Linked DNA regions of Mus musculus: regions 1, 2 and 4 are each linked to region 3. A link is a contact called in public HiChIP or PLAC-seq and promoter capture Hi-C data. All regions are on one chromosome and are shown on one strand. Each heading gives the region's core, a stretch centred on a gene start, on an enhancer-like site or on the middle of the called end of the contact. The rest is flanking DNA. Distances are from core to core; before and after follow the strand shown.

Region 1 (2,922 bases), core at 413-2,912, 1.4 Mb before region 3:
GGGCAGCACATCTCTGTAGTCCATTGGTTTGAGGGGCCTAGGACTCATAGGAGATAGGCTGAGCTGGGGATTTTAGGGTAGGGCTAGGTAGTCTCCAAGCCCACAGAGATCTTGTGAGTAAAACCAAGTGCTGGTTTCTGTTTGTTTTTTGTTTGTTTGTTTGTTTCCTGGGAAGAGAGATCAGAGTTCAGTTCCCACAGGGTCCCCTGCATCACAGAACACTGGGTACCAGCATCTTAAGACCCCTTCCCACTACTGAGGCGGGTTTGAATTTGGAAAGATGCCCGTGTCTTCTAAGGTGCTCCCCAGAGCACCCCTCCCCCCCAGGCACTATGGGTGATGCATAAACTGTGAGGAGAACTGGGTTAGCTCCCTCAGGGCCCCCTGGCTGACACTGGGCCTTAGCTGAACCCTGAAGTAGGAGGGCCAACAATGAAAAAGGAGAGTAAAGGCGGGAGGGACCCCAGAAGACAGAATGACCGAGCAGCCTGGGGTCTCTGCTTCTGTCTCTTTGTTGATGTGTGACTGCAAGTCAGTTCCTTCCCTCTCTGGGCCTTTGTTTCTATCTTTGCAAAACAGGAAATCTGGATTTTAAAGCCTCAGGGTCCTTCTAGCCATGGCTACTTATGGGAGCAGAGACAGGCAGGATGGGGTATGGGCTGCCGGATGGTTTGGGGAACTCTGTGATGAAGGTGACCTTTTGTACATGTAGGTCGACAGGGAAAGTAAAGACAAAAAACCTGAGTGATTGATGGTGGCTTCTGCTCTGGGCCAGGCTTTGCATTACAGCAGTCTTCTTCGTCTTCTACATTTGTGTGTGTGTGTGTGTGTGTGTGTGTGTGTGTGTGTGTGCATGCGTGTGCATATGGAAATCAGAGGCCAACTTGCAGGAGTCAGTTCTCTCCTTCCACTATGTGGCTCCTAGGGATTGAACCCAGGTTGTTAGGTTTGGTGGCAAGTGCCTTTAGCCACAGAGCCGTCTTTCTAGCCCCTCGGATAGTCTTCTTGAAGTCTAACAAGGCCCATTAGTCTGCTCATAGGGAAGAGATTGAAGCTGATTGATGCTGAGGGCACTTAGAGCTGAGGCCGCAGAGCCAGGGAGCCGGGAGCTGGAAGTCTTCCCAGGAGCCTCTGGGGCATGTGAGAAACCGGCCCCGTGGGTGTGTGTGAAGTGTGGCTGGAATTGAATCACTTCTCAGGTAGGGCTATCTCATTCCCATTCACTCCAGGTTGGAAAGAGATTCCAGCTCAGCAATCAATAGGATTCCCCCATCCCTCCCTGCAGGGGCCAGTCCACCTCACTCCTGGAGTTCTGCCAAGGTTTCAAGACTTGGCTGTGAAACAGGCAGCTGGGGAGGGCCTTCCCTTGCCTATCCTGACTCCCTCTGAGCAGCCCTGCCAGTCTTCTGGGTGGCAGGCCATCCCTGGACATGGGGGTTTTGTTGGGTCTCTAGCCTTCCCTCTCTAAGCTCCCCTGGGCATCTGGTTGTAAGCCGAGAGGAGGGGGAGACCGAGGTCAGAGGAGGAGCTAGGATACGGATGGGACGTGGATGGACATTACCAGAAAGGTCTTGGGCCCTGCCCTGCTGCCCTGTGGATTTAAAGGCATTCCTAAGACCCTTACCCTGTCAGAATAGACTACTTTAATGCAGGCCTGAGGAGGAGGGGCCGGGCTAGGGAAACAGCTGGGCCTGCAGGCATCTGTGCTTTGTCCCACATGTCCCAGATACCCAGAGTGGGCAGCCAGATTCTTCTTCTGAGATGGAACAAAACAAAACAAAAACCAAAAACCTGACACACAAGCTTGATAAGTCCCCAGATTGTCTCTGTCCTCAATACCTGTGTGTCTGTGTCCCCCTTCCCAACATAACAAGTACACATGTGCACTAGACTTGGGCCACCAGTGCATGGTTGGTGGCTGGGGGTGGGGGTGGGCTGTGTCTAGCAGCTGGGGCTCAGCCAGAAATCTTGTCAGTGAACACAAAACCATTTCTTGAGACTCTGAGTACCTCAGTTTGGGCCATGTAAATGGCCTTGAGCTTGTAAGAAGAAGGCCCCATTGACCAAAGCTCTGCTTCTCCCCGCTGGACCTGGCAGGGCCCCAAGCTGCCTGCTCACCCAGTCTGGCAGACTCTTGCATCTGCCCTACTTCACAGGACAGAGTGGTTGGCAGCCTGCCAGGGCCTTCACGTCAGCCACTGCTAGTGAAGGGATAGGGCAGCCTCCCAAGAGCCCTGTAGCCTCAGGGGCTAACAGCAGGTGAAACCTAGGTACTTGCACAAGAGAGGAGGTGAGGAGTGGAAGCCACCTGCTGCAGGACCACCCTTGTGCTGGAGTCTCTGGATGGTCTTACAGTCCAGCCTCAGCATCTGGCCAGAGCCTGGATGTCCCCCATCCTCTTTCCCAGTCAATGCCCTTGGTATCTCTGTGCCCAAGCCTCAGCCAGAATGACTGGCTCCACATGTAGAGCCAGGCTTCAGACCTGGGTCACTGCCTGTGTCAACTTGCAGAGCCCCAAGCTTTCCTTGCAACCAGTATTTACTTGTTTCTTTAAAAAAATTATTTGTTGTTGATTTTGCTACTGGTGGCGTGTGTGTGTATGTATGTGTATGTGTGTGCATGAGCGTGCATGTGCACATGTGTACTTGTTATGTTGGGAGGGGGGACACAGACACACAAGTACTGAGAGAAGAGACAATCTAGGGACTTACCAAGCTTGTGTGTCAGGTTTTTGTTTTTTTAATCTGTGGAGCCATTTCTGTGGTCCAGTAGTTACCTTTTAAACACTCTGAGTTTGATTTATGGCTAGGTTAATGGGGAGTCAGAGTTGGGTTGGAGCAGTCTGGATTCTCTGTGCCCCTTTCTCTGGTTTTAGGGTGCTTGTTCCATGTCTTAGCCATCTGTTTCCTCATCAGTAAAATG
Region 2 (3,281 bases), core at 601-3,100, 1.5 Mb before region 3:
CGTGAGGCTGGGGTTCTTGCTACTCTTGTCTCTGAAGCTCTGATAGGTGGGTAAATAGTCACTCGCCTTTCTTCCCTCATTGCCCTCTTGTCCAGAGAGATCCAGGAAGTGCACAGGAGGTTGGAGACTTCAGCCAGCCTCTGAGACACACAAAGAACTGGACAGGAAGCAGCGGCCACTTCTCTGTGTTGGTGGACAGTGGACTTCTGGCAGGCACAGCTTCTTAATTCCTCTCCCCAGAGAGATGAGCCCTTTGCTGGGCCAGTCAGGAACTGCTTGTTCAGTACTGTTGAGGTGTGTGCCTGTAGGTCTGAGGAGCACAGGGTACCATCCCTGGAAGCTTCTCCTTTGAATTACAAGTAGACTCTACTTTCTTTTGTTAGGGCCGCGGGTGTCAGAGGGCACTGAGTGTAATGCAGTCCGTGTCTTGCTTTGGGCTGGGGGAACACAGAGCAGGGGAGCATGCAGCGAGAACACAGGGCTCAGGGACTGTATGGTCCTTCCGTTCGTTCCTCCTCCCCTTCCTTTCATCCAGCATGCACAGGTGGTTCAGTTTCTTTAGCTAGCATTCAGCTTCTCCCGAGCCAGAGCCGACTCCTTCCTAGATGAGAGGAAACTTCATGCTTCATCCTGAGCAGCCTCACAGAACTGTGTTTGACATGGAAGGTGACCGTAGTAAACACATAAACACAGCCACTGAAGATTGTTATGGCTTGGCCCTCCATAGTCCCAGGGACCACATTCCTGAGTTCAATCAACCATAGATTCAAAATATTTGACATACACACACACACACACACACACACACACTCCCACAATAAGTACCCCCATACATATCCCCACACATACACCCATACCACCCATACCACACTTACCACACACACACACACACACACACTTTCACTGAATATGTGTAGACCTTTCTTCCCACTATTCCTTAAACAACATAACAACTCCATACATTTTTCCTGGGTTAGGCATTATAGGTAGAGACATCTTAAAGTGTATGGGAAGGGGCTAGGAAGATGGCTCAGTGGTAAAGAAGATTGGTTGTTCCTCTAGAGGAGATGGGGTTGATTCCTGGTACTCATTTGAAAGATCATAACTGTCTATAACACTAATTTCAGGGGATTGAATGCCCTCTTGTGCACTGTCCCCCGCCCCCCTGCCCCTAGCATCATGCATACACGTGGTTCTTAGACACACATAAAGGCAAAACACCCACACACATAAAAAAACAAAGTGGAGGAGAGGCTGTGTGTAGGATCTATGCAAACAAGCAGATAGTGTTTTGAGGGCCTGTAGCATAGGCATGCACCCTGGAAGCAAGACAGAGATGTGCGGCAGGCAGTTCCTGCTCTGAGTGCCCATAGCCTGCTATGTAAATAGGCCCATCGCTGGCAGGATCTGCCTGGAAGGCTTCTTCAAGCTTCCCCTCGGGCGGGCACAGATCAGGAGCTCTTCTTTCCACAAATAGTCTCCAGATGTTGAGAGGGACCAGGTGACTTGTGGGGCTGAACCAGTGTCTGGGAGCATGCCAGAGGCCAGCAGGGCCTCGGCCATGACCCTCTCAGAGTCCTGTAGCTGTGATTGGCTCCTCTAGTGGGGAGAGGCTCAGTGGTTCTCTCCTGTGCTTGTACCAGTTCCGTGATGAGGGGGATTAAGCTGTGTCTGCTTGCTTGGATAACTTTTTGGCTGGCTTAGGAGTGGCCTCTTCCTGCCATCATTTGGTCTTGCAAACTGGGGCACAGAGTGAATCTGGGAGGGGGAGATGGCGACCCTGGGCAGGGATCCTTCATTCTCAGTGGCTCCAGCTGCTGCTGAGACTGGCTTTAGTACCCCCGAGGGAGAAGAGCTCTGCCTCCAGGGCAGACCCTTCAGCGATACTGAAGTTGATGTATCATCTTGTCACTTAAGTGACCGGGGCAGCTAGAAATGATTCAGCAGAAAGGCCCAAGATGCCAGTCTTTTCTCAGCCCTGATTCCCTGTGGCAGGTGCTGGGTCTGCTCTCTGGGGCCTGACACTGTAGTTTGACATGTCACTTCAGAAAGACAGAAAGCAGATGTGGCAGGGCTTCTACCCCCACCTAGGCCACTTCATTAGATGCCCCTGGATTCTCTGAAAACATTTCCCTTAGGGTTCTGTATTAATATTTACAACAGAAATGTGAAGATCAAGGGGCTGGCAAGAGGGAGGGCTCAGTAGGTAAAGATGTTCGCTGTCAAATCTGAGGACCCGAGTCTGTGTCCAGGTACCCACAGGATGGTTGGGGACCCACAGGATGATTGGGGACCCACAGGATGGTTGGGGACCCACAGGATGAAATGAGAGCTGACTCTCACACAATGCCCTTTTACTCCCACATGTACCCCCTCCTCTACAGTAAATACATGTAAACAAACAATTAAAAGAAAACATAAATATCAGAAATAGAATTATAGCAATCAAGGCCTTACCCTAAGAGGTTACTACAGTGGTTTTCAACCTTCCTAGTGCTGTGACCCTTTAATGCTGTTCCACATGTTGTAGTGAACCCCAACCATAAAACTACTTTTTATTCTTACTTCCTAACTGTAATCTTGCTACTGTAATGAAGTGTAATATAAATATCTGATATGCAGGATATCTGATTTGCAACTCTGGTGCAAGGGTCAGTTAACTCTCAAAGGGGTTGTGATCCACAGGTTGAGAACCGCTGCTCTGCTACACACTTACATTCTCTGCTCTTGTGGTTTTGAGACAAATATGCACGTATGTATGAATTACATACACATATCCCAGGTTAAACTCAAACTCATAATATTCCAGATATTAATTGCATGTTCTTATACTTGAACTGTGTCCAGATATTGTCTCCTAAGTGAAGTGCAGGGGTTACAGGCTTGAAGAGACTTTTGGTAGTTGGTTAACCAGTAAGGGGGGGGGATAACATTCTCAGGCTGTCGAGTTGGCTCAAGTGGTTAAGAGCACTGCTGCTCTTATAGAGGATCCACGTTTGATTCTCAGCACCCACATGGCAGGTCACAACCATCTGTATCTTTTGACTTCCACAGGCACCAGGAAGCCACCTTGTGCTCATACATCCATGCAGGCAAAACACTCATATGCATAATAATAATGTAATTAAAAATAAATATTCTTGTAAAACAAGAAAATGGATGTGGTGCACATGTCTGTAATTTATCCCAGCTCATGGAGGCAGAGGCAGAGACAGGTGGATCCCCGTGAGTTCCAGGCCAACCTAGTCTACATAGTGAGACCCTGTAGAAAGGAAGAAACA
Region 3 (3,337 bases), core at 607-3,106:
CTCTGAGGCTCCACAGAGAGGCTTCCAGACGCCAGGCAGGAGCCTGTTCATAACATTAAGTAATTCTGTCAACTCAGGGTATCTATATAAATGAAAATCTAAAGTCTTTTGTGAAAAAAATGTCAAAAATGAGATAGTCACATAACTCCCCAAACCAGACTGGACACATTTCCCACGAAAGGCCACTAGGTGGCGCAAATGCCTCCAGGAGAATGCTTCAGGTCCTGGATCTCTGGGAAAAATACAGGCTAATACAATGAAGAAAGGAGGGGATAAAAACAGAACTAAAGTCTCAGGACTGCAGCTGATACCCTGGACTCTGCATTCAATCTCCAGGCCTTGCTTTCCTCCACAATACCTGTCTTTCTGACTTCTGTTCTCGTGCTTAAGACAATCCAACATTTCTCCAACAAAACAATCCTGTTTCCATCTCTAAGACTTCTGAGCTTGCTGTCCTCCCCGCTAGGAATTACTCCCTTCCAACTGACATGGTCGGCCCCTTTTTGTCATTTGGGGTTCAAGTTGAATCTAACTATCTCAAGGGACTTTCCTGTGCATCCCAACACACACCAACTGCTTCACATCCCTCCTGGCCACTGTGCTTTTTATCCTATTAACAGGGTGTGTGTGTGTGTGTGTGTGTGTGTGTGTGTGTGTGTGTGTGTTTGTTTTTGTAGCACTTAATACAAAAGGGAACTATTTACTTGTCTCCCCTACTAGGGCAACACCAAGAGGGAGTTCGCTCTTAAGCACCTAGGATTACACCAGCACACAGAGAGGTGTGTGATATAAACATGTTAAACTGACTGAATGGATAACACCTGACCTATACACTATCCACTATAACCTATAGATGTTGTCACCAAAGGTATTGTCATTTGTCATCACTACCTTAGCCTTCACTCATAACTTCAAATGTAAAACCAAGCTGCTATCATGTAATTAAAGGAGGGGGCGCAGGGAGTTCACGTTGTATGTGAAAACCGAGCTATCCAGGCCTCAGACCAGCTTTAAGAAGGGGCATGTGACTACCAAACCACAGGCAAAACACTCCTCAGACCCACTGTGGTTAAAGAAAGATCAAATGTCACTGTGTGTCAGAAGCTGGGACCACCGAGAGTAGACGCAGTGAAGGTGCGGGGACGTGAGGACCCTCATCCACAATACCAACACACGAGTGTCTGCTGTTTGACAGGTCTAGCCCTCCCAAGCGAAGAGAGCTGGTTTAAGTGACACCAACTCGGCCGGGGAAGGAGGACCCACCAGGAGACCTGGATGCCGGCGGCACCTAACACTTTCTTTGAGGGCTGATTCAGGTTCTGTTCCCGCCCGCGGCTCCTTTTTATCTCCAACCAAACACAGCTGATTCCGTTCGGGGCCACCGAGGGGCAGCGAGAGGGGTGTCCCCAACTCTCTCCGAGATCCCCCGCCTCTCCAGCGCTCTCTGCACCCATTTCCGGGCGCCCCGGCGTCCTTTCTCTCTGGCGCTCTCCGGGTCATGCGCGGCCCCCGCCTTTCGGCGCTCGCGCCCCTTTCCCGCGTTCCCGGACTTGCGCCAGTGCCGCCGTCCGCCACCTTCCCTGACTCTCCAGGGACACCCGCCCGGCGACCTCCTCAGCCCCCGCCCCTCTCGCCCGTACCGGGAGCAGTTCCTTTAGGGAGCGCCGCACCGGCACGATTTCCAGCTCGCCTTCTTCCACTTCCATGGGCTCCGGCTCGCCACGCTCCAAACCGGACTCCACCTCGGGCGACGGAAGCCCCAAAGCCGGCCCAGCGGGGGCCTCCGCCTTCACAGACACTCGCAGGCCGCGGACGGCCGCCATAGCTGCCAGCCGGCCGCACCACCGAAAGCCCGCCCCTCACTCCCGCCGCCTAGAGCGCCGTCGCCGATGACCACAGAGGAGCACCGCTATCACCTAGAGCGTCGTCTGTTTCTACCAGAAAGCTGTCCTTATCTCTGGCGCCCCCTTGGTGACCTAGGAACCTGGGGCCGGCTTGGGGCGGGACTTCGCGGGGTAGGGGGCGGGACGAAGCAGTGATGGAGGTGGAGCGTCGTCTGAGGTTCCAAAATACCTGCACTTTGAGGACTATACTTCTAAGAACTGCTGAGCGGTTACCGCGATCTATCATCTAGGCAATCTGAGCGTTTACAAAGTTATTTCCGTAGTAAGCTTTGGCTCTGTCAAGTCTTCCAGTAATTGAGCCATATTATGTGGTCAAAATTTTAAACTAGGGCCCAGTGTAGGGGTTACATGCCTATAATCCCAGCAGTCAGGAGTCAGAGGCAGGCACATCTCTAAGTTCCAGGCCATCCAGGGATCCAAGGTAAAACCCTGCCTACATTTAAACTGGAAAGGGATGGTACACGATTGTATTCCCAGCACTTGGGAGATAGAGGCAGGAGGACTAGGGGCTGAAGGTTATCCCCCAATTACACCAAGGGGCAATTGCTAGTTTGAGGCCAGCCTAAACTACAGAAGATCCTATCTTAAAAGGGGAAGAGGGGTGCTTCAAGATCACAGTGACCTACCCAAAGGGCAGAACCAGAGCTTAGACCCATTTTGTCACTTCTGGGAGCTCTACTCATCAGAGACTCACAAGCAAGATTTCCTGCAAATGTTCCTAGTAAGAGTCTGGCTGGGAAAGAGGAAAGGCTTGTTCAGACTTGAAGAAGGGACTTCTTGTCTGTCATGAGTCCTGATTTTGTGTCTCCTCCTGTGTCATATTTAGTTAGCCCTTTCTAGACCTATCTCCCAATCTGAACCAGGAATAGGTAAGACCATATATCTGAGCCCCTAAAAATCTTTTCAGAGAAAGGCAAATCATTCTAAAACAGAAAAAAAAATCACAAGACTCAGATACACTAGGTCACTTTGGGCATGGCACGGAACCTCAGTTCCTTCATCAGAACATAGAACAGTGACACACCTCCACAGAAGAATATAAGGACCGAATGAGCTAGTTATGTGCGGCTGTAAGATCCAAAAGAGGTGATACTGTACATCCAAGCTTTTCTTGAAATGGGTCTGTACCATGGGACAAACAAGATGGAATTCCTTAGAATGGTACCATCAATTGATTGCAATGCAAAGTACAAAATTGGGTTAAAACAATGGATTGTATTTTCTTTTCTCCTGTTCCCCTTCCTTTCTTTCCTTCCGTTTTTCTTTTGCTGTATTAACAATGCAACCCAGAGACTTGAGCATGCTAACAAAGCCCTTTACCAGTGAGCTTTACCCCAGCCCTCTTGTTTTGAGACAGAGTCTTGCTATGTAGCACTGGCTGGCCCACTACTTGCTTTGTAGCTGAGAATGATCTTAAACTCCTAATCCTCCTA
Region 4 (2,920 bases), core at 61-2,560, 1.4 Mb before region 3:
TTCTATTCTTATTTCAGAAGGAAGGTTTGAAATAAGGGGCTGTCAGCTTTGGGAGGTGGGGCAGAGAAAGGGTCCAGGGTGGTCCTGTTATTCAGAGCAGAAGGTACTGCCAGGTTTCCCTGAGGATAGGGAAGGAAGGGAAGGGTGCATTAAGGGAGAGTAATTGTTAGTAGTCGTGCCATTACTACAAATAAACTGTTCAGTTCTCCTCTGCGCCCAGCAGTTTGTGGACTATAAACTCATTTTATTCGCATTTAGGGGGAACTCATAATCTAGCTGCGGAAACAAGCTATGGCACCGCAGCGTAGCGGGAGACAGGGTATCATTAAGTGTTCAACAGCAGAGCAAAGCTGGGGAACTTTCCTGCTAGCCAATGAGATCTCAGCTCACTGGGAGAGACTGGTGGCTCCCTCTGCCTTCCCTGTGATTGCTCCTCAGCCCGCCCATCCTCACCTGCAGCTTAAGTCCCTGCCTCCTTCCATAGAACCCAGCCCTGTGGACTGACTCTTGGACCCCTCTGCTTGTCTGAATTTGCCCTCCCAGCCACTCTGTCTTTAGTCTCTCGTTATGTCAAAGACAGTGATTCCCATCACGGCTTCCCAAATGAACCTCAGTAGAAATGGCGGGGAGCAAAATTGTGGTGTGTAAGATGCACTCATGTGTGCTCCAGGCATACTAGTGGACTCAGTTTCCTGGTTGGAGCTTGCGTATAGGGAGCAGAGAAAGAATGTTGCACGATGTGGCTGGATTCCATCCTCAGGCGTGGGTTTCCTCTCTCTCCATTTTGCCATTGTGGAAACTGTGTCTTGGAGCAGTTATGTGGTTGGGCCACATTGCTAGTTCTGAAGCACCAAAACTGGGATCCAAGATCTCCGGTCCCAGTCCTAGTGTAGGAATTTGAAGCCAGGCATGCTTTGGGGACACATGCTTTGGAGACTCCCGGCCCAGATACAGATCTGAACTGAATGTCCTCTAGCTGAGTGCCCTTGGTCAAGTCATTTCCCCCTCTGAACTTCCATTTCTTCTTGGAGACGGGGAGAAGGGAAGACAGTACCTTCTGCAGAGGGTAATGCTTGGTGGAGGGAGGACCCGGCTGAGGATGGGGCTCCCTGGTGGGGGGTGGGGGTGGAGTGTCAGTCAGTGAGGCTGGGGCAAGGTTGCACTCCTGCCCTGAGGACTGTTCCCAGACCAGGATGACTAATGCAGGACAAACAAAACAAACTCTGACATCACTCCCCCACCCACCCAGTGTGCCAACCTGGACGGGGTCTGCAGGGCCACCCAGGCAGCTTCCTTCGGGCGTTTGTGAGAAGCACCTGTCAGTGGGAGGGACCTTCCCACGCCCTCCTGAACAATGTTGGGAGCATGACTCAGTCCAGCAGTCCAGAGAAGCTGTTTCAGATTCCACCCAGTTAGCAGGAGCCCTGCTGTCCGGGGAGCAGGGTGTTTATTATAAACCCAGCTTCGGATGCAATTCCCAGACGCCCTCCGGGTTCATGCTATCACCCAATGCATCCAGTCTTGAAAAGGCTGTGTGTTTCCTTCCTTTTGCACAGTCCAGTTAAGCCAGAACCCAACCAGGGTTGCTGGACAAGGGGGTTATTCCCAGAAGTGAATTCTCAGCAACTGTAGGCAAAGCCCTTTGTTCCAACCCTGGTCCTTGAATCTGGAAGATGCAGGTGTTGGGTTGAGGTCTAATCCTCCTTCTACATATGTAGCCAGGGAGACTTCCTGGTTACAAATAGGAAGTGGAATGAGGACCTGAAGGACCGTAGTTCCTGCCTGTCAATCAAACACTCTTCCTTCAAGGAAAAAGGTGGAGCTAGAAGGCAGGAGGACCGATGTGCTGGCTCTGACACTTGCAGATGTGGGTGTTCATCTTTCCCATTCACTGCCCTATGGCTTTCAGGAAGGGGTTTAGACACAGAGATGCTAATACTACTCATTTTCACTAATTCTACGCACAGCCTTTAGTGTACACCATTGGCATTTGAAATGCATAGCCCATCACCAGCCTTTAACCTGGGCTGTGATGGAAGCCACTGTCACCTTCTCCACTTTACAGCTGACAACAGGAGTCACACAGAGGAATCTGTGGCTTGTTCCAGGTCACCAGTCTAGGAAGTGGCAATGTTGGGATTTGAGCCCAGGTGACATGGCTCAAGTCTATTTATAGTCTTAACTGGCCACCCCCACACCCTTATCTGAGGTTGGTGTTGGGACTGACAACTGCTAAGTGTGGGAGTCGAGAGGCTCCAGTACCCATCAGATGGCTAAGTGCCCAGATGCTCCTACCCATGAGCGGTGACCTATGCTTATGCGGATCCTCTCTTCCTTGTTTCCGCAGGGAATCAAGCTTGAAGAGCAGAGGCCAGGACCCCAGAAGAACAAGGTGGGATAGGCAGTAGAGGGGCCAGTGTAGGAAGAGGGCAGGAGGATCAGGGAGCGTGTTGGACTCTCCTCGTATGCACACCAACTCCGCTTTGTACTAGGAGCCAATTAATGACTGAACTCTTGTTACACTCATGTCTGGTGGGTGGCCAAGGGACCCTGGCTCGGTGTCTTAGGGCTGCTTCCCATCAGGCTAGTGGAGACCTCAGGTGAGACCGAAGGATCGGAGGCCCGGATTGGCTCCTTCCTGTTCTTTCTGTGCACCTACACGGTGTTGAGGGTTGCTAGGCTCTGGATTCTGATGGGCCACCAGGTCTTAGCTTCAAGTTCTGTGTCTACAGCCTAGTCAACTTGAAGAGGATGTGGGGAGGGACAGAGAGGAGAGGGACTAGGATATTTTTTTTTTTTGTCTTTTGTTGGGTGGTTAAGGATGACCTCAATCTTGATCTGCCCCCAGAGTGCTGAGATTGTGTGCCGACTCGCCCAGCTCTCTTTCTGTCTTAGCCCCATGGGATGACAAGCTAGTGTC

The links. Promoter capture Hi-C pulls out the DNA fragments that hold promoters and counts their contacts. HiChIP or PLAC-seq counts read pairs in DNA pulled down with a chosen protein or histone mark.
Region 1: a contact with region 3 is called in an H3K4me3 HiChIP or PLAC-seq map of stem cell-derived neural progenitor cells, with 11 times the contacts expected there. The contact joins the enhancer-like site here to the promoter of Ncbp3 in region 3. A contact is called at or near these places in 14 of 39 promoter capture datasets (3T3-L1-derived adipocytes, the C10 cell line, cranial neural crest and 8 more) and 10 of 115 datasets of contacts at active chromatin or transcription factors (embryonic forebrain, embryonic limb bud, embryonic stem cells and 6 more).
Region 2: a promoter capture Hi-C map of hippocampal neurons shows a contact between it and region 3, with 12 times the contacts expected there. The contact joins the enhancer-like site here to the promoter of Ncbp3 in region 3. A contact is called at or near these places in 8 of 39 promoter capture datasets (the 3T3-L1 cell line, the C10 cell line, cranial neural crest and 5 more) and 7 of 115 datasets of contacts at active chromatin or transcription factors (astrocytes, differentiating embryonic stem cells, embryonic midbrain and 4 more).
Region 4: a contact with region 3 is called in an HNF4G HiChIP or PLAC-seq map of pancreatic cancer cells. The contact joins the enhancer-like site here to the promoter of Ncbp3 in region 3. A contact is called at or near these places in 7 of 39 promoter capture datasets (the SN4741 cell line, cranial neural crest, embryonic stem cells and 4 more) and 8 of 115 datasets of contacts at active chromatin or transcription factors (astrocytes, embryonic forebrain, embryonic stem cells and 4 more).

The regions. Positions count from the first base shown.
Region 1 is chr11:74,408,296-74,411,217 of GRCm38.p6, reverse strand. All of the region lies in intron 14 of Rap1gap2 (RAP1 GTPase activating protein 2), which reads left to right. Among named protein-coding and RNA genes, the nearest start is that of Olfr412, 45 kb to the right of the region's middle. Within about 2 kb of position 1,662, at least 133 of the 459 cell types and tissues checked have an H3K27ac peak or open chromatin away from gene starts, as enhancers often do. A contact at or near this core is called in embryonic forebrain, forebrain, pancreatic cancer cells and 1 more, where this site is marked.
Region 2 is chr11:74,497,955-74,501,235 of GRCm38.p6, reverse strand. All of the region lies in intron 2 of Rap1gap2 (RAP1 GTPase activating protein 2), which reads left to right. Among named protein-coding and RNA genes, the nearest start is that of Rap1gap2, 91 kb to the left of the region's middle. Within about 2 kb of position 1,850, at least 25 of the 459 cell types and tissues checked have an H3K27ac peak or open chromatin away from gene starts, as enhancers often do.
Region 3 is chr11:73,046,386-73,049,722 of GRCm38.p6, reverse strand. Ncbp3 (nuclear cap binding subunit 3) reads right to left here and starts at 1,856. Exons shown (of 13, transcript NM_025818.3): 1 at 1,641-1,856. The coding sequence starts at 1,823.
Region 4 is chr11:74,437,736-74,440,655 of GRCm38.p6, reverse strand. It overlaps Rap1gap2 (RAP1 GTPase activating protein 2), which reads left to right. Exons shown (of 25, transcript NM_001015046.3): 5 at 2,348-2,392. Among named protein-coding and RNA genes, the nearest start is that of Olfr412, 75 kb to the right of the region's middle. Within about 2 kb of position 1,310, at least 37 of the 459 cell types and tissues checked have an H3K27ac peak or open chromatin away from gene starts, as enhancers often do. A contact at or near this core is called in pancreatic cancer cells, where this site is marked.